Regions from separate parts of the Mus musculus genome. Here all the other regions are linked to region 4. A link is a contact called in public HiChIP or PLAC-seq data. All regions are on one chromosome and are shown on one strand. Each heading gives the region's core, a stretch centred on a gene start, on an enhancer-like site or on the middle of the called end of the contact. The rest is flanking DNA. Distances are from core to core; before and after follow the strand shown.

What was found. HiChIP or PLAC-seq counts read pairs in DNA pulled down with a chosen protein or histone mark.
Region 1: an H3K4me3 HiChIP or PLAC-seq map of stem cell-derived neural progenitor cells shows a contact between it and region 4, with 24 times the contacts expected there. The contact joins the promoter of Zfp85 here to the promoter of Zfp708 in region 4. A contact is called at or near these places in 6 of 39 promoter capture datasets (the HPC-7 cell line, cranial neural crest, frontonasal cranial neural crest and 3 more), 6 of 484 Hi-C or Micro-C datasets (CD4 T cells, the G1E-ER4 cell line, cerebral cortex and 2 more), 4 of 115 datasets of contacts at active chromatin or transcription factors (bone marrow-derived macrophages, embryonic stem cells and stem cell-derived neural progenitor cells) and 4 of 9 other capture datasets (adipose tissue, liver, macrophages and 1 more).
Region 2: an H3K4me3 HiChIP or PLAC-seq map of bone marrow-derived macrophages shows a contact between it and region 4, with 5 times the contacts expected there. The contact joins the promoter of Zfp729a here to the promoter of Zfp708 in region 4. A contact is called at or near these places in 1 of 484 Hi-C or Micro-C datasets (LSK cells), 3 of 115 datasets of contacts at active chromatin or transcription factors (bone marrow-derived macrophages, cardiomyocytes and stem cell-derived epiblast-like cells) and 2 of 9 other capture datasets (adipose tissue and macrophages).
Region 3: an H3K4me3 HiChIP or PLAC-seq map of stem cell-derived neural progenitor cells shows a contact between it and region 4, with 5 times the contacts expected there. The contact joins the promoter of Zfp738 here to the promoter of Zfp708 in region 4. A contact is called at or near these places in 3 of 39 promoter capture datasets (cranial neural crest, embryonic stem cells and second pharyngeal arch cranial neural crest), 2 of 115 datasets of contacts at active chromatin or transcription factors (pro-B cells and stem cell-derived neural progenitor cells) and 1 of 9 other capture datasets (liver).
Region 5: a contact with region 4 is called in an H3K27ac HiChIP or PLAC-seq map of double positive thymocytes, with 4 times the contacts expected there. The contact joins the promoter of Zfp273 here to the promoter of Zfp708 in region 4. A contact is called at or near these places in 3 of 39 promoter capture datasets (the C10 cell line, embryonic stem cells and liver), 27 of 484 Hi-C or Micro-C datasets (the G1E-ER4 cell line, the N1E-115 cell line, bone marrow-derived macrophages and 14 more), 29 of 115 datasets of contacts at active chromatin or transcription factors (CD8 T cells, DN3 thymocytes, the NIH/3T3 cell line and 16 more) and 5 of 9 other capture datasets (adipose tissue, embryonic stem cells, liver and 2 more).

The regions. Positions count from the first base shown.
Region 1 is chr13:67,753,070-67,757,263 of GRCm38.p6, forward strand. It overlaps Zfp85 (zinc finger protein 85), which reads right to left and starts at 2,133. Exons shown (of 4, transcript NM_001001130.3): 1 at 1,994-2,133. The coding sequence starts at 1,999. Zfp85os (zinc finger protein 85, opposite strand) reads left to right here. Exons shown (of 3, transcript NR_027969.1): 2 at 1-125; 3 at 1,510-3,769.
Region 2 is chr13:67,635,763-67,639,700 of GRCm38.p6, forward strand. It overlaps Zfp729a (zinc finger protein 729a), which reads right to left and starts at 2,019. Exons shown (of 4, transcript NM_183146.4): 1 at 1,885-2,019. The coding sequence starts at 1,920.
Region 3 is chr13:67,681,328-67,685,682 of GRCm38.p6, forward strand. Zfp738 (zinc finger protein 738) reads right to left here and starts at 2,185. Exons shown (of 4, transcript NM_001001187.3): 1 at 2,076-2,185. The coding sequence starts at 2,111.
Region 4 is chr13:67,079,390-67,083,124 of GRCm38.p6, forward strand. Zfp708 (zinc finger protein 708) reads right to left here and starts at 2,156. Exons shown (of 4, transcript NM_001012448.2): 1 at 2,061-2,156. The coding sequence starts at 2,066.
Region 5 is chr13:67,811,147-67,815,431 of GRCm38.p6, forward strand. It overlaps Zfp273 (zinc finger protein 273), which reads left to right and starts at 2,670. Exons shown (of 4, transcript NM_198322.3): 1 at 2,670-2,750. The coding sequence starts at 2,745. All of the region lies in intron 2 of 4930525G20Rik (RIKEN cDNA 4930525G20 gene), which reads right to left. It also overlaps the pseudogene Gm9625.

The DNA.
Region 1 (4,194 bases), core at 883-3,382, 670 kb after region 4:
TTCCTTGCTTTGCAAGACCTTCTGCAGCCTGTCAAAAGATTTCCTGATGATGACGGCACAATGCAAAGTCACGGGTGTTCCCTGAGCAGTCTGCAGCAGTTCTTTCTAGCTCCAAATTTTCAGATGTGAGTAATATAGCATGAAGTAACCATGGAAATCAGGGAAGTATAAAGGGAGCATGTGGGGAGGGGCATGAGAAATGCGTAGCAGGACACAGGTGATCTGAAGTGGGAAAGGGAAAACCTACGGGGAAGGGGGGTCAACTGGGAAAATGGTGGGAGGTCAACACAGATGGAGAAAGGGTAGAATAAACCTGGAGGGGGTTTCAATTGGCAAGAAGAAAGGAGGTCCATACAGATGGAGAGGAAGGGCGAGATAAGGAAAACGAATACCAAACCTCATGAAATCATATTATTTTATACTTACTGAAACTTATACACTATATATTATATGCAAACTTAGACAAAAACCACAAGAGCTCTCAACCCCAGAGCTAACTCTCTAGGCCTCGTGATGTTTAACTTTTTAAGTCATTTATTTTTATTTTTGTGCATATGTTGTTGCCATCTTGTATGATGGTGCACCACATGGTTACCCTGGAGACCAGAAGATGTTATTGGTTCCCTGGAACTGCAGTTATAGACAATTATGAACCACTGTGTGCCTGGTGGGGGCTGAACAATGTTCCTTTGCTAGAGAAACAAGTGCCTCTATTTAAAAAATAAATTATTTTTGATAATCTTAGGTAGCACACGTAACCTTAAATTTGACATTTTCTTTTAAATAGGTCTGTTTGATAAATATATTAAATATAAATGTGTATATGTATATATTAAATGCATGCATGTGTGACCTGTGATATAAGCATTTTGCTGTATCACCTCTACCTTCTAAGAAACGGGATCTAAGGTACAAGAAAATGTACTTTTCACACCATAAAATGTAAAATGACATGTTCTTAGTTTCCTGAACATTAATGGCATTGACTAGAAAGTGTCCATATTATTGTAATTATAGTTAGATAATACATAGAAAATACTGGTATTATGATAATGTAGTTTAAAGCCCATGCTTCTTAGGTATAGATTTGAATGCTGTAAGTCAGTCTCCAGCACACAAATCAATTTGACTGAAGTGTGGCAAAAACAGCACAAAGGACAGAGTGAGCAAAGGCTGTATACAAAGCACGGGGTGAGCAGCTGGCTGTATACAAATGCCATGGGGAGCAGACTGTTGTATACAATCACAAGACCTTTAGTGAGCCACATTTCTTCAACCCCATCTCTCAATCTTTCCACACAATACAAATACCTGGGCAACTTATCTCTCCTTTCACAAAAGGAGTCCAAATTTCTGACATCGCAGTCTCTGGTGCAATTGTATGTGGTAATATTCTCTAGTATTTTCCACTCTGCAGTGTTGTAGGATCAGTGATAGCTGGGAAGGTACAAAGCTCAGAGTGCCCCCTCGATGAGAATTTTTTTTTTTTTTTTTTTTTGCCTCATACAGGTGTGTGAATGTGAGGGTTCTGTCACAGTGGGTAAAGGAGTGATTCCTATCCAAAGTGAGCCGCCCTGAAAACAATTTATCACAAAGAAAACGGGACGAACATCCCATACACCAAACTCCCCCGCCAGAACTCACTGTCCTGGAAACTATGAGCCACACGAACTCAAAACAAGAGTCCTGGGCCTGTCATAGAATATGGGAGGGCTCAGAAAAACCCACTTGCTCTAGATTTCCTGAGGGATCTGACAACAGCAATGTGAAAGCTAGTAACAGCAAGCTTCCCCAGCCAAGGTGCTGTGTGAGCTTTCATCACAGCCTGTCTCTGGCATGGTCAGCCAAGCCACCCCTAAGCCTAGATCTGCACTGCACATCCAAATGGGCTTCTCTCCGCCTCCTGCCCAGCCCTCCCCCGCTCCCTGCACGCCGGACCCGCCTACCCGCAGAGTTCCTGGATTTGCAAGTCTAGGCTGCACCCGGGACCAACCTTCATGTTAAGCGCGAAGAACAAGCCACACTGTCCCAACTTTGAGAACACCGCAGAGTTTGGAGAATCACAAACGTAAAAAGAACCCGGAAGCACAGAGAGCAGAGTCCTGTCTAGCGGGGTCATACAGAAAGAGAGAGAGAGACTACATTTCCCAGAAGTCTACGCGAAGGACTACCCGGAACCAAAGAAGGCAAAGAATTTAAAGCGCATGGATTGTATGTAACTGGAATTAGGCTGCTTTTAAAAATCCCAAATTTACAAAGGGCATTTTGAGAATATGAGTCCAGCCTTTAACGGTAATATGTATTAGATTTACTTCTTACTCTGATCAATGCTGTGACTTAAAAAGCTCAGGGGTTCCTAGAATCTTATGGGGGGCAGAAAAAAAATCACATTGAGTCAATTTTACTTTAAAATAACGGAGCAAGAAGCTACTTTAGGGCACACCACAAACTCTTTAGGATAGTTTTTGAAACCAAGTTTCCTGGAAATATTCTGAAATCTCAGCTACTCTGGGGTTTGAGACAGAAGAATCACAAGTCTATGTCCCAAATTACACAGTACCAAAAGAGATGGGGGCTACTCACTGGTGAAGCACTTGCCTGGAGTGAAGGAGGCCTTGGTTTAATACCCATTATGACACTAAATCAAAGAGGAAAAAAAAATAACCGAACAGATTTGATGTGTACACTGAAATCCACGGTTTGGGGCGTGGACTAGGGAACACAGATGTCTCTTACCTATAAGTCCCAGAAACCCTTTGAGATTTTCATCTGTCCTTAGTCCCCTTGTCCACACGTTCCTCCGATATCCGTGTAAACAATTTAACATTTGAGAGAGCTTCACCAGATTCTCTTTCACAATCTCATACAACTATTCACCACCAAATGTTCTTCCTGGCTCCTCTCCCAGTTAGAGGAAAACTGGTCTTGGAATCAGTATGGTGTGTGAACTGACTCCTGACCCACTATCCAACACTCATCATAAGATTTCTCTCTGTATTACTTCGGATCTGCCCTATTCAACTTCCAGTCTCTTTCTGGACTCCTTACATTACTCCCATTCATGTGGAAGTACTTAAAGGTTCTTTTGTTTTGTTTTGTTTTTTGCTTGAAGTTCACTCTATTCCCTCATCTCATAACACAGGAATGAATCTTCCTTTAATACAAAGGTATCAGAAATATGTTCCTGATCATACAGAATGAACTCATTGCAAGAAAGGGGCTGGACTGACACCACGGAGTGATGGGACTCCCTATCTCGTGTGTATGTATTCCTGTACTGGTAACATCTGAGACCCAACGATAAACCCCACGAGAGGAAAGAGTTTGTTTTCGTGCCATGGTCACTGATTCACAATGAGATTACTTCTTGGATGAGAGAGTGGGAAGATCAGATTGTTCTTTTTTTGTTTCATCACCAGAAAGAAATTGTGCTGGGTTTTATATCAATTTGACACAAGCTAAAGTCATCAGAGGAGGAAGCCTCAGTGAGAAAAAGCCTCTATATGGTTGGGCTGTGGGCAAGCCTGTAGGGCATTTCATCTTCACAATAAGTAATAGATGTAGGAGGGCCTAGGATGTTGTGGGTGGTGCCAACCTTGGGCTGGGGTCCTGGGTTCTCTAAGAATCAGGCTGAGTAAGCAACACCTCTCCATGGCCTTGCATCTGCTCCTGCTTCCAGATTCCTGCCCTGTTTGAGGTTCTGTCTTGGCTTTCTCCAATGGACAGTAGTCCAGGATATGTAAACCAAATAAACCCTCTTGTCCCCGTGATTGCTATTCTTGACACTTGACTACTTTCTGGAATTAACTGGATTCCGGAAATGGAGGATACCCTGTGAGGGATTTTTCTGCTTGGTTTGAAGTCAGTGGTTTCGCTTCTAGTCCAGTCTTTTGAGATAGGGAGGCACATGACTTTGATCCCAACCTTGAGCTGGGAAGATACACCTTTCATCTGGACCACACCGTCTTCTCAAATCCTATAAAACAATGAGTTTTAACCTGTGGGTTATGTCCCCCTTCAGGGTCGAACAATCCTTTCACAAGAGGGGAGATGACTGGGGTGGGACTCGGTTAAAGCAGGACAGAATCCATCCCGCTCCTATGTGAAGATGAGGTAGGTCCAAGTGATTCTTGGGACTGTAGATGCTGGATCCCTTCAGACACTGATGGTCCTGGAATGGTTCAATGTGGGGAC
Region 2 (3,938 bases), core at 769-3,268, 560 kb after region 4:
CTCCAGCTCTGGCTCACAAACACTTGGTTTGACTGAAGAGTGATAATATAAGCAAGATCCCCTGAGATAGGGGAGGGGCTGTGGAGGAGAAATCCTGAAAACAAAAAACAAAAACAAAAAACCAAACAGACAAAAAAACCTGTGTGTATTCTGTGAATGCAAAACTCTTGTAAGGAGTCTGTGGGTGCAGAGTCTGATGGCCCACGTGGAAGTTCACTGAGAGGCAGAGCCTGGAATTCTGCAGGTTTAGGGTTAGCTGTCTTACCTTGGGCTGGTTTTACCTTCAGGGTCAGTCCTTGCCTCACTCTGTAGTCGGCCACACAGCTTGTGACAATAGATAAAAACCTCCCAGAATCCACTGACTAGGCAGAACATGAGCTTCTATCAATCCAAAAGCTAAAATCTCATCAGATGGTATCTTAGACATTGAAAATATCTCCAATGTCTCATAGTGCATGCCTCTATCAGACTCACACCAATGTATTTCAAATTTTCCTTGGTCAATGACATTATTTGTTCTGTACAACCATGAAACTGGTTCCATGTTGGAGTATGGAATTTGGTTTAAACTAAATCTATGTTCTTAGATCATGGCTACTCAAATAGCTGTGGACTAAACAATTCTCTTAGCCCTTTAAGAGGAGAACTGTGCATTTTTACATGAACATAAACCTACTATGTGTAAATCATAAGACCCCAAGAGTGCCACGGCTTTTGAAATTTATATTACAACTTTTCAAAATATTTATTTATTTATTTATATGAGCATTCTTTTGCTGACATACCAGAAGAGAACATCAGATCCAATAATAGACGGTTGGGAGCCAACAAGTGGTTGCTGGAATTAAACTCAGGACCTTTGGAAGAATAGGCATGCTCTTAACCAATAAGCCATCTCTCCTTCCCTATCTTACAGCTTTTCAAATACAGTTGAAAAAATTGGAGAATTCTTTCTAAAACTATTAAGGGTGTGTCACTAAACCTGAATGTCACATTGAGGGACAAAAGAAAATTTAAAAGAGTTCAGACACTGCTGATAACGTGAACTCTAGGAAGAAAAGCACGTGAAGAGACAACAATGTACAGAGTCTGGCAGATTAGAAAGCAATGCACAGAGCCTGGCAGATGAGCAGAGGCATTTCCCCCTTCCCTTTCAGACTTTCCAGTGCCACCCTGTGATCTCTCATCACCCCAAGTCGTCTCTCACATCTGAAAAGGAGTCAAAATTTTGGACACAACACATACTCAGAACTGTTGAGGTATTATTGTCTAGTGATTTTTAATCTTTAGTGTAAAATCCTATTTATTTGGATTGTGCAAACACTGGTTCATACCAACTACAAGATTATTTTGTGGTTTTATAGCCATGTATTGTCGCATTCAGGTCACAAAGGTGTCTATCAGAAAATGTGATTTGAATCAGGGCATCCGTGAGTCTAACAATTCATTCCAAAGGAACAGGAACTAACATCCCACACAACAGTTTGCCCTCCCTCACAGGATTCTTGCTCCTTGGACACTAGGAACTTTAGGAAGCTGTTTGAGCTCAAACCAGGAGTAGTCTCCAGGACATAACATACAGAGGGCGCTACAAGTCCAAGTGCTCTGTATGCCCTGAGAATCTGACTACAGTCACGTGAGAACGGGTCAGCTAGGTAATGATGAGTGCGCTCCCGTCAGCATCTCGGGAACAGGCAGTCAGCAGACCCAGCCTGCCCTTGCCATCCTGTTGTTTTCAACCTTCTCCCCTTCAAACCCGTGCCCAGGCGCAGCGGCCCAGCTTAGGTCAGCACAGCATCTCCAGGTCAGCAGCTTCCTGCCTCTCAACAAGCCCGAGCCAGCTCCCTCCGTGCCCTACCTGCCACCCTGCACAGCCCCTCAGACCTGAAAGAAGGCGCTGGTCCCTGCACCGAACTCCATCTCAGAAATCCAGATGCAGCGCTGAGCAGGACAACTGCATACATTTGAGGAGTGAAGTTTGAAGGAAGAATAAGGAAGTTCGAGTCCGATGGCCCTTTCTAATGACGAAACAGGAACCAGGACTACACTTCCCACAAGTCAGTTGGAAGGACTTACAGGGACCCCACCTAAGATGTCTTGTGCATTGCCTGCCTTGCGGTCCAGCTGTGGGCAGCTGAAGTTGGAAAGAACTAAGCTGCAGCACATGGGCAGCCACAGGGAAAGTGGGCTTTTAAAAAAGTCTTTGGTTACAGCAAGCGATGTTAGCCTGTGAGCTGAGTTTCACAGTAATGTTTATCACATTTCCTTGTTATCTCTGCTAAAACATTGTGAGATTAAAGCTTCGATCTTTCTTTCTTTTTTTTTTTTCCCCTTGGTTTTTTAAAGCACAGATTTACTTATGGAATATTACTACCGAATGGAAAATTCATGCTTTCATTGTTTATTTAAAATATGAAAGCAGGAAGTTAATGTAGGAGTGGGCATTATCTCTTTAATATGCTATCAAAACCATCCCAGGTGCTGAAGACAGAATTAGAAATCAAACTGAGTCACCACGAAGTGTTTTCTGAGCACTTGCTTTCCTCCTCTGAATCTCTCCCAAGAGGAGGGGCAGAGCTCCTTGGATCACAATGGTGTGTGTACTGGCTCTTCAATTTCCCTCTGTGTTTGGTTTGATGTTCCTTATTGATTTTCCTGTCTCCACTGATCCTGTCATCATTCACATTTGATAATACTTGAACATTACTGGTAGCTGCCTTGCACTTCCCTCACTTCTCCTAAACAGAACACCGAGATAGTTCCTCCTGGAATTCAAAGGTATCAGAAATATGTTCATATCACTGTAAAATGAGGTCGATGTATTAAAGAAGTTAGACTGGAAACTTGGAGTATGGAGAATTCCCATCTTTTCGTGGGAAGGTTTATTCCTGTGTAGTTCATGCTTGAGTTAAAGCTACAAATGGCATTACAGAAAAGTCTTCATACTTCCCTGAGGCACAATAATTCAAAGCCAAGCTGTTTCAGAGCAGAGACTGTGCAAAATCCCATTCCAATTTTTCTTCTCTAGGGAGTGTGTTTGCCTAGGGATCAGAACAGATTCCTTAACTTAGAAAAACTAGAGTCAACAAGCAGTACATTCACCTGGACATTTGATTGGCATGTCTGTTTAGAATGAGGTCATGAGTGGTCTGTCATCCCCCTGATGGCTGTAGTGAAGGGCATTGCCAACAACCAGAAGGACTTAACATTTCTGAGCATAGTTAGTTTTCCAATATGTGTATGTGTTGAGGTTTGGTATGTTGCTATGTATTGTAATACTAAATTTTATATCTGAAGGTCTAAGCTTACCATGGACCTCTCACATTTAAAAGGTTCTGTTGTGCAAACCTTGTTCCTTGATTGAAAACTATTAGTTAAATCAAATTTGGTACAGCCTATTACTGGAAGGACTAGAAGTAGGTGGCTTTTGAGTTAGGTGGTATGGGGTGGAGAAGAGAGAGAAGGAAAAGAGGCCAGGAAAAGGAGGAAGAATGGGTGAAGAGGATGAGCTGCCATGGGGGGGGGGTGTACATGGCTGGGAGAAACATTAAGTATCTGAAGTACACCACTGGGAAGGTAGCCAAGAAAGCAGTTAGAGGAAGAGTAAATTAGGGGTTGAACCCCAGTACTTGTCAAAGCCAGATGAAATAACCTCGAGTCTGAACCTCTTTTACTTGTAAGCTAGTTAGGGATAAGCCCTTATGAAAGAAAACATTTAATTGGAACTGGCTTACATTTTCAGAGAGTCAGTTCAATATCATCATGGTAGAAAGCATGGTAAGGTTTAGGCAGAAATGAGAGGTCTACATTTTTATCTGCAGGCAGCAGAAGGGGGTCTGTCTTCTGCATACAGCAAGGAAGAGGCTCTGGGTCACACTGGCCAGACTCAACCACATATATGAGTTATCCAAACAACACCTCCTGACATGCTTCCTGTA
Region 3 (4,355 bases), core at 935-3,434, 600 kb after region 4:
TGCTCCCTGACCTGCTTAAGTTTCAGTCCTGACTTCCTTGGTGATGAACAGCACTATGGAAGTGTAAGCCAAATAAACCTCTTCCTCCCCAACTTGCTTCTTGGTCATGATGTTTGTGCAGGAATACAAACCCCGACTAAGACAGCAGTCCAGTCCAATTACAAAACATCAAGCATGAATCAGGACACATAGCAAGATCCAACAGAAAGCACAAGGAACCACTGAATTCATATGAATCAGTAGAAGCAGCCAAAATCCCACAGAAGTTCTTTGGTGCATTTCTCTCTATGTAGTGAAGACCAGCAGAGCTTTGCAGGTCCTATCAATGCAGAAGCATCCTCTCATTGTCTGTGGGGTGCTATTTATCTTCTTTCTAAATATCACCCACGTTCTCAAGCATCTGCTCTCAGCAAAACATCACATGCCCTCTGACGAGACAGCTTCCAGCAAAACATTACGTGACACAACTGAATTTAAAGAAACTAGAAACTTGCACTTCATCTTCCTGAGTGACTTAGCCCAGAACCAAAAGGATATGCATAATATATACTCACTTATAAGTGGATATTAGCTACGAAGATATCCATGATACAATCAACAGACCCAGACACACTAAATAAAAAGGAGGGCCCAATGGAGGATGCTTGATTCTCACTCTTCCTGAGTGTACAATCATGAAACTGATTCCATGTTAGAGTATGGAATTTGGTTTAAACTAAATCTATGTCCTCAGATCATGGCTACTCAAATTGCTCTGTACTAAACTATTCTCTTAACCTTTCAAGAGGAGAACTGTGCATTTTTGAATGATCATAAACATACTATGTGTAAACCATAAGACCGAAAGTATTTTTCTTTCTTTCTTTCTTTCTTTCTTTCTTTCTTTCTTTCTTTCTTTCTTTCTTTCTTTTCTTTCTTTGAGCATTCTTTTGCTGACACACCAGAAGAGAACATCAGATCCAATTATAGATAGTCGGGAGCCACCAAGTGGTTGCTGGGAATTAAACTCAGGACCTTTGGAAGAACAGCCAGATATCTTAACCACTGAGCCATCTCTCCAGTTCTATCTTACAGCTTTTCAAATACAGTTGAAAAACTTGGGAGAATTTTTTCTAAAACTATTAAGAAGGGTGTGTCAGTAAACATGAATGTCACATTAAGGGATAAAGGAAAATTTAAGAGAGTTCAGACAATGCTGATAACATGAACACAAAGAAGAAAAGCAAGTGAAGAGACAACAATGTACAGACTCTGGCAGATTAGAGAGCAATGTACAGATCCTTGCAGATTAGAGTGCAATGTACAGAGCCTGGAAGATGAGCAGAGCCATTTCCCCCTTCCCTTTCAGACTTTCTAGCCCCCCCTGCCATTTCTCATCACACCAAGTCAAGTCTCTCACATCTGAAAAGGAGTCAAAATTTTGGACACAACACATACTCAGAATTGTTGAGGTATTATTGTCTAGTGATTTTTAATCTTTAGTGTAAAATCCTATTTATTTGGATTGTGCAAACACTGGTTCATACCAACTACAAGATTATTTTGTGGTTTTATATCCATGTATTGTCGCATTCAGGTCACAAAGGTGTCTATTAGAAAATCTTATTTGAATCAGGGCATCCGTGAGTCTAACAATTCGTTCCAAAGGAACAGGAACTAACATCCCACACAACAGTTTGCCCTCCCTCACAGGATTCTTGCTCCTTGGACACTAGGAACTTTAGGAAGCTGTTTGAGCACAAACCAGGAGTGGTGTCCAAGACATAACGTATAGAGGGTGCTACATGTCAAGTGCTCTGTATGTCCTGAGAATCTGACTACAGTCACGTGAGAACGGGCCAGCTAGGTAATGATGAGTGCGCTCTTGTCAGCATCTCAGGAACAGGCAGGCAGCTGACCCAGCCTGCCCTTGCCATCCTGTTGTTTTCAGTCTTTTCCCCTTCAAACCCGTGCCCAGGCGCAGCGGCCCAGCCTAGGTCAGCACAGCATCTCCAGGTCAGCAGCTTCTTGCCTCTCAATAAGCCCGAGCCAGCTCCCTCCGTGCCCTACCTGCCACCCTGCACAGCCCCTCAGACCTGAAAGATGGCGCTGCTCCCTGCACCAACCTCCATGTCAGAAATCCAGATGTAGTGCTGAGGACAACTGCATACATTTGAGGAGTGAAGTTTGAAGAAAGACTAAGGAAGCTCGATTCCGAGGGCCCTTTCTGATGACCTCACAAGGGACGGGACTACACTTCCCACAAGTCAGTTGGAAGGACTTACAGGGACCCACAGAAGAGGTCTTGTGCATTGCCTGCCTTGCAGCCCAGCTCTGGGCAGCTGAAGTTAGAAAAAAACAGGCTGCAGCATGTGGGCAGCCACAGGGAAATTGGGCTTTAAAAAAAGTCTTTGGTCACAGCACGCGATGTTAGCCTGTGAGCTGAGTTTCACAGTAATGTTTATCGCATTTCCTTGTTATCTCTTCTAAAACATTGTGAGTTTAAAGCTCGGATCTTTTTTGTTGTTATTGTTGTTTTTGGTTTTTTAAAAAGCACATCTCTACTTATTAGCATCTTACTACGGAGTGGAAAATTAATGCTTTCATGGTTTACTTAAAATATGAAAAAGGAAGATAATGTAAGAGTGGGCATTATCTCTTTAAGATGTTATCGAAACCATCCCAGGTACTTAAGACAGAATTAGAAATCAAAGTGAGTCACCACCAAGTATTTTCTGAGCACTTGCTTTCCTCCTCTGAATCTCTCCCAAGAGGAGGGGCACAGCTCCTAGGATCACAATGGTGTGTGTACTGGCTCTTCAATTTCCCTCTGTGTTTGGTTTGATGTTCTTTATTGATTTTCCTGTCTCCACTGATCCTGTCATCATTCACATTTGATAATACTTGAACATTACTGGTAGCTGCCTTGTACTTCCCTCACTTCTCCTAAGCAGAACACTGAGATCGTTCCTCCTGGAATATAAAGGTATCAGAAATATGTTCATATCACTGTAAAACGAGGTCGATGTATTAAAGAAGTTAGACTGGAAACTTGGAGTATTGAGAATTCCCATCTTTTCGTGGGAAGGTTTATTCCTGTGTAGTTCATGCTTGAGTTAAAGCTACAAATGGCATTACAGAAAAGATTTCATACTTCCCTGAGGCACAATAATTCAAAAGCAAGCTGTTTCAGAGCAGAGACTGTGCGAAATCCCTAAGTAATAAAAGGATTGTCTCTGAATCCTTTGGGTGAGAGCAAGGATTTAAGGTAAACTTCCTTTAAGAAGCATTAGTTAATAAAATACTTTCCACTTAGGAAACAATATACACTGAAAGATTAAAACTCTTGGCTTCAAGTATAGAAGCAGAAACAATAAAAATTTTTCTTACATAAGGTAAAGTTACATTAGCCATACCTAGAGGCAAAATTTTCTAGTGATTACAGTTCACCTGAAGCAAAACTCTTTGAATTTAAGCATTATTTTAAACATCTGAATAGATCTGCAACACTGTTAAAAAGAAATTTTCTTGGACACAGGGAAAAACTTTCTCAGGCACTGTTTGCAAAACACAAGAAGGCCACAAGCCGCTCTGGGGCTGCCCAGAGCCCTGCATTGACTCAAAGGTAAAATACTTTTTTTAATCTGAGCATCTTGGCCCTCCTGTAATAAGGACCAATTCTAGAGGAACAATGTAACCGTCTACGCCTCTAAAGTTTGATACTCTTTCTTAAGATGACTTACAGTTAAAATGTTCTTCACAACTTTAGTGTTGTGAAAAAATTGCCCGTACTGCAGTTTCCTGCCAGGCAGCAACTATAGCCAAAGTGATTGTCTAATCTATTCACAAAGACAAACATAACTAGATAACTCTGTCACAGTTTTGTATGAAGTGAGCTGTATTAGTGCTTTCAAAAGATGATTACTCTTGTAATAATCTTAATTAACAATATATGGGTGAGTAGAAAATCTTAAATTTGCAATGAAACTGCAGGCTGAAGTCAGTGGAACTCTGGCAGTTTTAACCATAATTTTTAAGTTTCTTGTGCAAGGTTAGGATAATACCTACAACCTTGGGAAAGCAAAACCCAAGTTTAAAACAATTTATCATCTTTAAAATCAATATTAGAAGCATTACTATCCCATTACGAAGTTTGGATGCCAATTAATACTTATGAATACCTATTAAAGCAAGCTTTACTGCTTTAATAAAGAGGCATTGTTTTAGATCTTATCTTAAATTTTACTATTTAGGATAGGAACCACATTAATTATTATCTAAACTAGAAATATCTTTAGAAACCCAGCCTCTTGGCCTGCTTTATGCCACGTGTCGGAAGGACTCTAAACTTGAGTTATCAAATTTAACACTAACCA
Region 4 (3,735 bases), core at 906-3,405:
GAATGAAACTAGACCTGTATCTATTGCACTGCACAAACTGATCCAAGTGGGTCAAAACCCTCAATTTGAAACCTGAAACACTAAACTGCTAGGAGAAAATATAAGCAGTATTCTACAAAATATAGGTGCAGGAAAGGACTTTTCTTTAAAAGGACACCATTTGCGCAGGAATTAAGGCCAACAACTGACAGGTGGGATTCCATAAAACTAAAAACTTCCGGACAGCTAAAGAAACAACCAACTATGAAGAAGCCTACACGATAGGAGAGAACCTTTGTTATCTACACATCTGTCCAGAGATTAATATCCAAAATATAGTAAGAACTGAAAATACAAACGTTCAAGGAAATAAATGATACAATTAAAAAATGAGCTAGGGATTTAAACAGAGTTCTAAAGAGAAGAAACAAAAAATGGCTAAAAAATAAACATCAAAAAGTGTTCATCGTCCTTAACCATCAAGGAAATCAAAACAACTTTGAGATTTCTTCTTACTACAGTCAGAAAGGCTAAGATCAACAAAACAACTGACAAAAAAAATCCTGGGAAGGAGTGGAAAAAAATGAACCTCCCAGTCACTGTTGCTAAGACTGCAACTTGGTACAGCAACTCTGGCAATCAGTATGGAGAACCCACAAAAAGCTAAAAGAATAAGTCAACATAAGACTCAGCATATGCCCAAAGGACTGTATTTCCTGCTTCCACCTCCCAAATGCAGATGTAACAGGAAACAGCACAGCATACACTGATGTTTTATTTTCAATCATAGATCTGTTTAAGAAATATATTAAGTAAAAGTGTAGATAGACAGACAGATAGATAGATAGATATCAAACATCTATGTGTTGTGACCTATAATATAATTGTGCTTATTGCTGTATCACCTCTACATTGTAGGAAACGAGATTTAAGGTACAAGAAAATGTACTTTTCACACCTTAAACAGTGTAAAACGGCACATTCTTAGTTTCCTGCAGATTAGTGACATTAATTAGAAAATGTCCATATTTTAATGATTGTTAGATGATACATAGAAAGTATTGGTATTGATGTAGTTTAAAGCCCATGCTTCTCAGGTATAGATTTTAATGCTGTAAGTCAGTCTCCAGCACACAAATCAATTTGACTGAAGTGTGGCAAAAACAGTACAAATGTCAGGATGAGCAGCGGCTGTATACAAAGGGCAGGGTGAGCATTGGCTGTATACAATCACAGGACCCTGAGTGAGCCACAGCTCTTCAACTTCACTCTCAATCTTTCCACACAACACCAAATTTCTGACATCGCAGTCTCCGGTGCAATTGTATGTGGTAATAATCTCTAGTATTTTCCACTCTGCAGTGTTGTAGGATCAGTGATAGCTGGGACAAAGTTCAGAGTGCCCCCTCGATGAGATTTTTTTTTTTTTCCTCATACAGGTGTGTGAATGTGAGGGTTCTGTCACAGTGGGTAAAGGAGTGATTCCTATCCAAAGTGAGCCGCCCTGAAAACTAACAATTTATCACAAAGAAAACGGGACGAACATCCCATACACCAAACTCCCCCGCAGAACTCACTGTCCTGGAAACTATGAGCCACACGAACTCAAAATCAGAGTCCTGGGCCTCTCATTGAATACGGGAGGGCCCAGAAAAACCCACTTGCTCTAGATTTCCTGAGGGATCTGACAACAGCAATGTGAAAACTAGTTAACAGCAAGCTTCCCCAGCCAAGGTGGGGTATGAGCTCTCATCACAGCCTGCCTCTGGCACGGTCAGCCAAGCCACCCTGCTCTACCAACCCTAGACTTTCCAGTCTCCATTCTCGCAGTAGCAGGCCACCTCTCAGGTCCCTGAAACACATGATTGACTCTGTCAGCCGCTCTGTCCTAACAGAGCAATCACTCCTTGCACCGTGCGTGCGCCCCACCCCTGCACTCTGGCCAAGCCTAGGTCCGCACTGCAGGACCACGTGGGCTTCTCTCCGCCTCCCGCCCAGCCCTCCCCGGCTCCCTGCACCCCGGGCCCGCCCACCCGTATAGTTCATGAGGCCTGCAAGGCTAGGCTGCAGCCGGGACCAACCTCCATGTCGAGCGCGGAGCGCAAGCCACACTGTTCCAACTTTGAGAAAGCCGCAGAGTTTGGAGAAACACAAAAGCAAAATGAACCGGAAGCACAGAGGAGTAGAGTCCGGTCTAGCGGAGTCATGCTAAGAGAGACTACATTTCCCAGAAGTCTACGCGAAGGACTGCCCTGAACCAAAGTCAGGGAGAACTATTTATAGCCTGTCACTGGATTAGGCTGCTTTTTAAGTCTCAAATTTACAAAGGTCTTGTGGGAATATAAATCCAGCCTTTGACGGCAACTTGTATTAGGTTTACTTCTTACTCTGATCAAAGACGTTACCTAAAAAGCTCTGGGGTTCCTAGAGTCTTTTGGCAGGAGGAAAACTCATTGACTCAATTATACTAGATTTAAAATAAAAACCATCAGCAGCTCCTGCCTCCGGGTTCCTGCCCTCTTTGAATTCCAGCCTTGGCTTCTTCCAATGGACAGCAATCCAGGTTATGTAAACCAAATAAACTCTTTTCTCCTGTGATTTCTATTCTTGGTACTTGACTACATCTAGAATTAGATGGAATCCAGAAGAAATACAAGGGACACCTTTGAGGGATTTTTGTTTGTTTGAAGTGGGTGGATCCACTTCTAGTCATGACTTGTGAGGTAGATGTTGTGGGTTGCCCTGGTGCTGTTTGTATTCTGATGTTAATTCAGCTTCCTCAAGAGGGGTTGCCCCTGAGAGGAGTGGATCACATACTCAGGTGATTTCCTGTGAACCTTCTCCCCATTCTAACTGGTCAAATAAAGACTAGAGCCTGTGATTGGGCAGTGGAAGGGAAAGGTGGGGCTAGAGGTTTTAGGAAGTGAGGGAAGAGTAGGGAGCGAGGGAGGAAGAAGACTGAGGAAGAGAAGATAAGAGGAAGATGGAGCAGAACCACAAGGCCCTGAGAGGCAGCAAATAATGTGGGATCTCACAGCTGGGGAATAGAGTAGTGTAGTGATAAATCTGCTCAGTCTAAGCGTGCAGCTTGTAAATAATGTAACTGAGTTGTGTGGTTTTTGCATAGACTTATTGGGGTATCAGGGTTGGGGAATTACTGCAACAGGTGGAAATACATGCCTTTAATTCCAATCCTGAGGTGGGAAGATAACAATTTTAATCTGGACCACACCTTCTGCTGGAAGTCTATATAACAGCAATTTTCTCTTTTTTCTCTTCCTTCCTTCCTTTTTTTTTTTTTTTTTTTTTTCTTTTCCGAGACTGGGTTTCTCTGTGTAGCCCTGGCTGTCCTGGAACTCATTTTGTAGACCAGGCTGGCTTCTAACTCAGAAATCTGCCTGCCTCTGCCTCCCGAGTGTTGGGATTAAAGTCATGTGCCACCGCGCCCTGCTATAAAGCAATTTTCAACATGCAAGTTATGACCCCTTGAGGGTCAAACAACCCTTTTCAGGGGTTGCTTAAGATCATCTGCATATCACATAGTTACATTACAATTCATAACAGCAAAATTAGTGATAAAATATCAAAAAATAATTTTATGGTTGGGGAGTCACAACATGAGGAACTGTATTAAGGGCTCACAGCATTAGGAAGATTGAGAACCACTGCTACATAGATACGGAAGATGGAAGCTTTTGCTCTTTGTCTGCTTGCTGTTACCTAGCAAGTCCGTTCCCTCATGGGCATTATAGCTAC
Region 5 (4,285 bases), core at 1,420-3,919, 730 kb after region 4:
AAGGAAGAGTCGGAGGAATCAGATGAGGATATGGGATTTGGTCTCTTTGACTAATCCCGCCAAAGCAACCAAGTCAGCCTGCTTAATTTGAGAAAGATGGAAATAAAGGCTTACTTCTCTTAAAAAAAAAAAAAAAAAAGAGTCCACATTCCCCATCAGATCACTTATATCCTGCTATTCTCTCTGTTGCCTCCTGCCCCTCCTGGGCCTTGGAAATGGTTCCTTTTAACTTTCCTAATTTCTGTAGTCAGTCCAGTGATTGTACTCACATCTGAACATCTGGAATTAGCAACTGCAGAGAGAACATATGATATTTGTCTTTCTTGGTTTGAGTTACCTTGCTCAGTACAATTACTCTTTCCCAGTTCTATTTATCTGAAAATTTTATTATTGATTTTTCTTTCCAGCTGAATAACATTCCATTTCACATATGGACCATATTTTTATTACCAATTAATCTATTGAAGGACATTTGGAATGTTAATATTTACTAAGTAGAGCAGCAATGGTCGTGGCTGAGCAAGTGTCTGTGAAGCACACTGGAGGCTCTTCTGGGCATTTGCTAAGAACTGGTACAGCTGAGTCATATGGTAAGTGCCCTTGTTAGGGTTACTATTGCTGTGATGAAATACCATGACCATAAATCAAGTTGTGGAGGAAAGGGTTTATTTTTTTTTAGAGTTGCATATGGTAGTCTGTGGGCTTGTGTACTGTAGTCTTTCCACAGAGGTCACCCTGCTGGGTGCAAGGGTTCAAGCAAAAGTGAGAGAATGGGAGCAGGAAGGGGGAGTCATTTCCTCTGCCTCTGCTGCTGCAGCTGGATCCACCTCTGTCTTCAGCATTGCAGTCTCAGTTGCTCCATGTTACCCTACACTGAGTCAGGCCAGGCTGGTCTCACTAGCCAGCAAGGAGTGTGAGGGAGGTTCAGGTGGCATTTTGGGAGAGCAGACCTCTTGCCACACCACCTCCAGTAGGATCTGTGTTACAAGTTCCACAGACTAAGGCAATTGACCTCAAAAGGGGGAGGCCTCCTGGAACCAGTTGTTGAACTCTTCACCAGAGAAAAAATTTTGAGTCGTAGTTCTCATGTCAATCTATCTGTTTTGTTTTCTCTTATTCCTTTTCTTATTTATATGTTCCTGGTAGCCTAGGCCAAGATCTTAAGTGAGAATAATGGGTAAGAAATAATCCCTAGAGATTGGGCCACTAACATGACCTTAACCCCAGGGAAACCAACACTTTACTTTCTAAATCATTTACAAAATTATTATGATAAAAACTTTCCCAACAATAAAATTTCATATGGCTACACATGTGTCATCGGAGGTGGATTTTGGTATATGTTAAAGAAAGCCTTAATTAGGAAGAATTAAAGTAGTTTAAATTTATACACTGAAGATTATAAAAAATCAGGCACTAGATGTTAAATAATTCCATGGGGCTGGAAAGTTAGTTTAGCACTGATCATTAAAGATTTATTAACCTGCTCCTAGAAATATGCCACTAGCTTTGGACGGCAGCCCCCACTGGATACATCCTTTTAGAATTGTTATATTTTGATGATTTATGATGATGTTACCTGTTCTGTTTGCAATGCACTGAATACATGGTTTCAGAGTTGTAATGCTTGGATGATTTTTCTACTTTACTGTGCCAAATGATTTTTGTTGGTATCTGTGAATGTTTCATTTGGATGTAGTTTCTAAGAGATGTAATGTTTAGTTTTTTAATGTATAATATCTCCTGCTTGAGAGCTGCAGAATACACTCAGATTCAAACTGCCTATGTGTTTGTTTCTATTTGTCACTGTCAAAACCTTATCCACCTAGCTTCAAGGACCCTCATTCCAGGGACCCTCATACTTGACTGTGGTGCTCCGCGGCAATCTCTTATGATAGAAATCCTATGATGAGTGATGAATAGTGTGTCAAGAGTCAGTTCACTGGCCATATTGAGCCCAAGATCAGTTTTCCTCCCATTGAGAGTAGAGCCAGGAGCTGGAAGAACATCTGGTGGTGAATAGTTGTGTGAGATTGTGAAAGAGAATCCGGTAAAGCTCTGGCACAGCTCTCTCAAATATTAAATTGTTTACACGGATTAATTGAGGAACGTGTGGACAAGGGACTAAGGACAGAAGAAAATCTCAAAGGGTTTCTGGGGCTTATCGGTAAGAGATATCTGTGTTTCCTAGCCCATATCCGCCCCAAACTGTGGATTTCAGTGTACACACCAAAATTGTTCTGTTTTTTGTTTTTGTTCTCCTCTTTGATTTAGTGTCATAATGGATGTTAAACCTAGGCCTCCTTTACTCCAGGCAAGTGCTTCACCAGTGAGTAGCCCCCCATCTCTTTTGGTAGTGTGTAATTTGGGACATAGACTTGTGATTCTTCTGTCTCAAACCCCTGAGCTTTTTAAGACACAGCATTGATCAGAGTAAGAAGTAAACTTAATACACATTACTGTAAAAGGCTGCACTCATATTCGCAAATTGCCCTTTGTAAATTTGGGATTTTTAAAGGAGCCTAATTCCAGTTAAATACAATCCATGACCTATAAACCCTCTGACTTCTTTGGTTCAGGGCAGTCCTTCGCATAGACTTCTGGGAAATGTAGTTTCTCTCTGCATGACCCCGCTAGACAGGACTCTGCTCTCTGTGCTTCCGGGTTCATTTTGCATTTGTGATTCTCCAAACTCTGCGGCGTTCTCAAAGTTCGGACAGTGTGGCTTGTTCTTCGCGCTTAACATGGAGGTTGGTCCCGGGTGCAGCCTAGACTTGCAAACCTCATGAACTCTGAGGTTGGGCGGGTCCGGCGTGCAGGGAGCCGGTGAGGGCTGGGCGGGAGGCGGAGAGAAGCCCACTTGGATGTGCAATGCAGATCTAGGCTTGGCCAGAGTGCAGGGGTGGGGCGCACGCACGGTGCCAGGAGCGAATGCTCTGTTAGGACGGAGCGACTGCCAGAGTCAATCATGTGTTTCAGGGACCTGAGAGGTGGCCTGCTAGTGCAAGAATGGAGATCGGAAAGCTTGAATCCTGTCTAGTGACGTCATGATTAGAGGGACTGCATTTCCCACAAGTCTATGCGAAGATCTCCAAAAGAGCGCTATTGCCCAAGGCTTTTCAATACCTTTAGGCTACTTTTAAAATACCAGATTTAAAGAGGTTGTTGTAGGAATATGATTCCACCTTTCAATGTCACTGTGTATTGAGTTTACGTCTTACTTTGATCGATATGTTGTGACTTTAAAAGCTCAGGTGTACCTAGAATCGTATGGCAGGAGGGAAAATGCACATTGACACAATTTTACCTTATGATAATGGAGCAAGGAGCTACACTGAGACACACCACATGGCTAGAGCAGGGTGGCTTGGCTGATCGTGCGGAAGCAGGCTATGATGAGAGCGCACACAGCCCCTTGGCTGGGGAAGCTTGCTGTTACTAGCTTTCACATTGCTATTGTCAGATCCCTCAGGAAATCTAGAGCAAGTGGGTTTTTCTGAGCCCTCCCATATTCTATGACAGGCCCAGGACTCTGGTTTTGAGTTCGTGTGGCTCATAGTTTCCAGGACAGGGAGTTCTGCGGGGGAGTTTGGTGTATGGGATGTTCGTCCCGTTTTCTTTGTGATAAATTGTTAGTTTTCAGGGCGGCTCACTTTGGATAGGAATCACTCCTTTACCCACTGTGACAGAACCCTCACATTCACACACCTGTATGAGGCAAAAAAAAAACAAAAAACAAAAACAAAAACAAAAAAAACAAAAAACAAAAAACAAAAAAACAAAACCAAAACCAAAACCTCATAGAGGGGGCGCTCTGAGCTTTGTACCTTCCCAGCTATCACTGATCCTATAGTACAGACTGGAAAATACTAGAAGATATTAACTCATAAAATTGCACCAGAGACTGCGATGTAAGAAATTTGTTTTCTTGTGGAAAGATTGAGAGATGAAGTTGAAGAGCTGTGGCTCACTCATGGAACTGTGATTGTAAACAGCTGGCTGCTCATCCCGTCCTTTGTATACACGTGTCTCCTCACCCTGCCATTTGTGCTGTTTTTGCCACACCAGTCAAATTGATTTGTATGCTGGAGACTGACTTACAGCATTAAAATCTATACCTAAGAAGCATGGGTTTAAACTACATTATCGTAAATACTAGTATTTTCTATGTATTTTTTTAAGATGTATTTATTTTTATTATATGTAAGTACACTGTAGCTGTCTTCATACACTCCAGAAGAGAGAGTCAGATCTCATTATATATGGTTGTGAGCCACCATGTGGT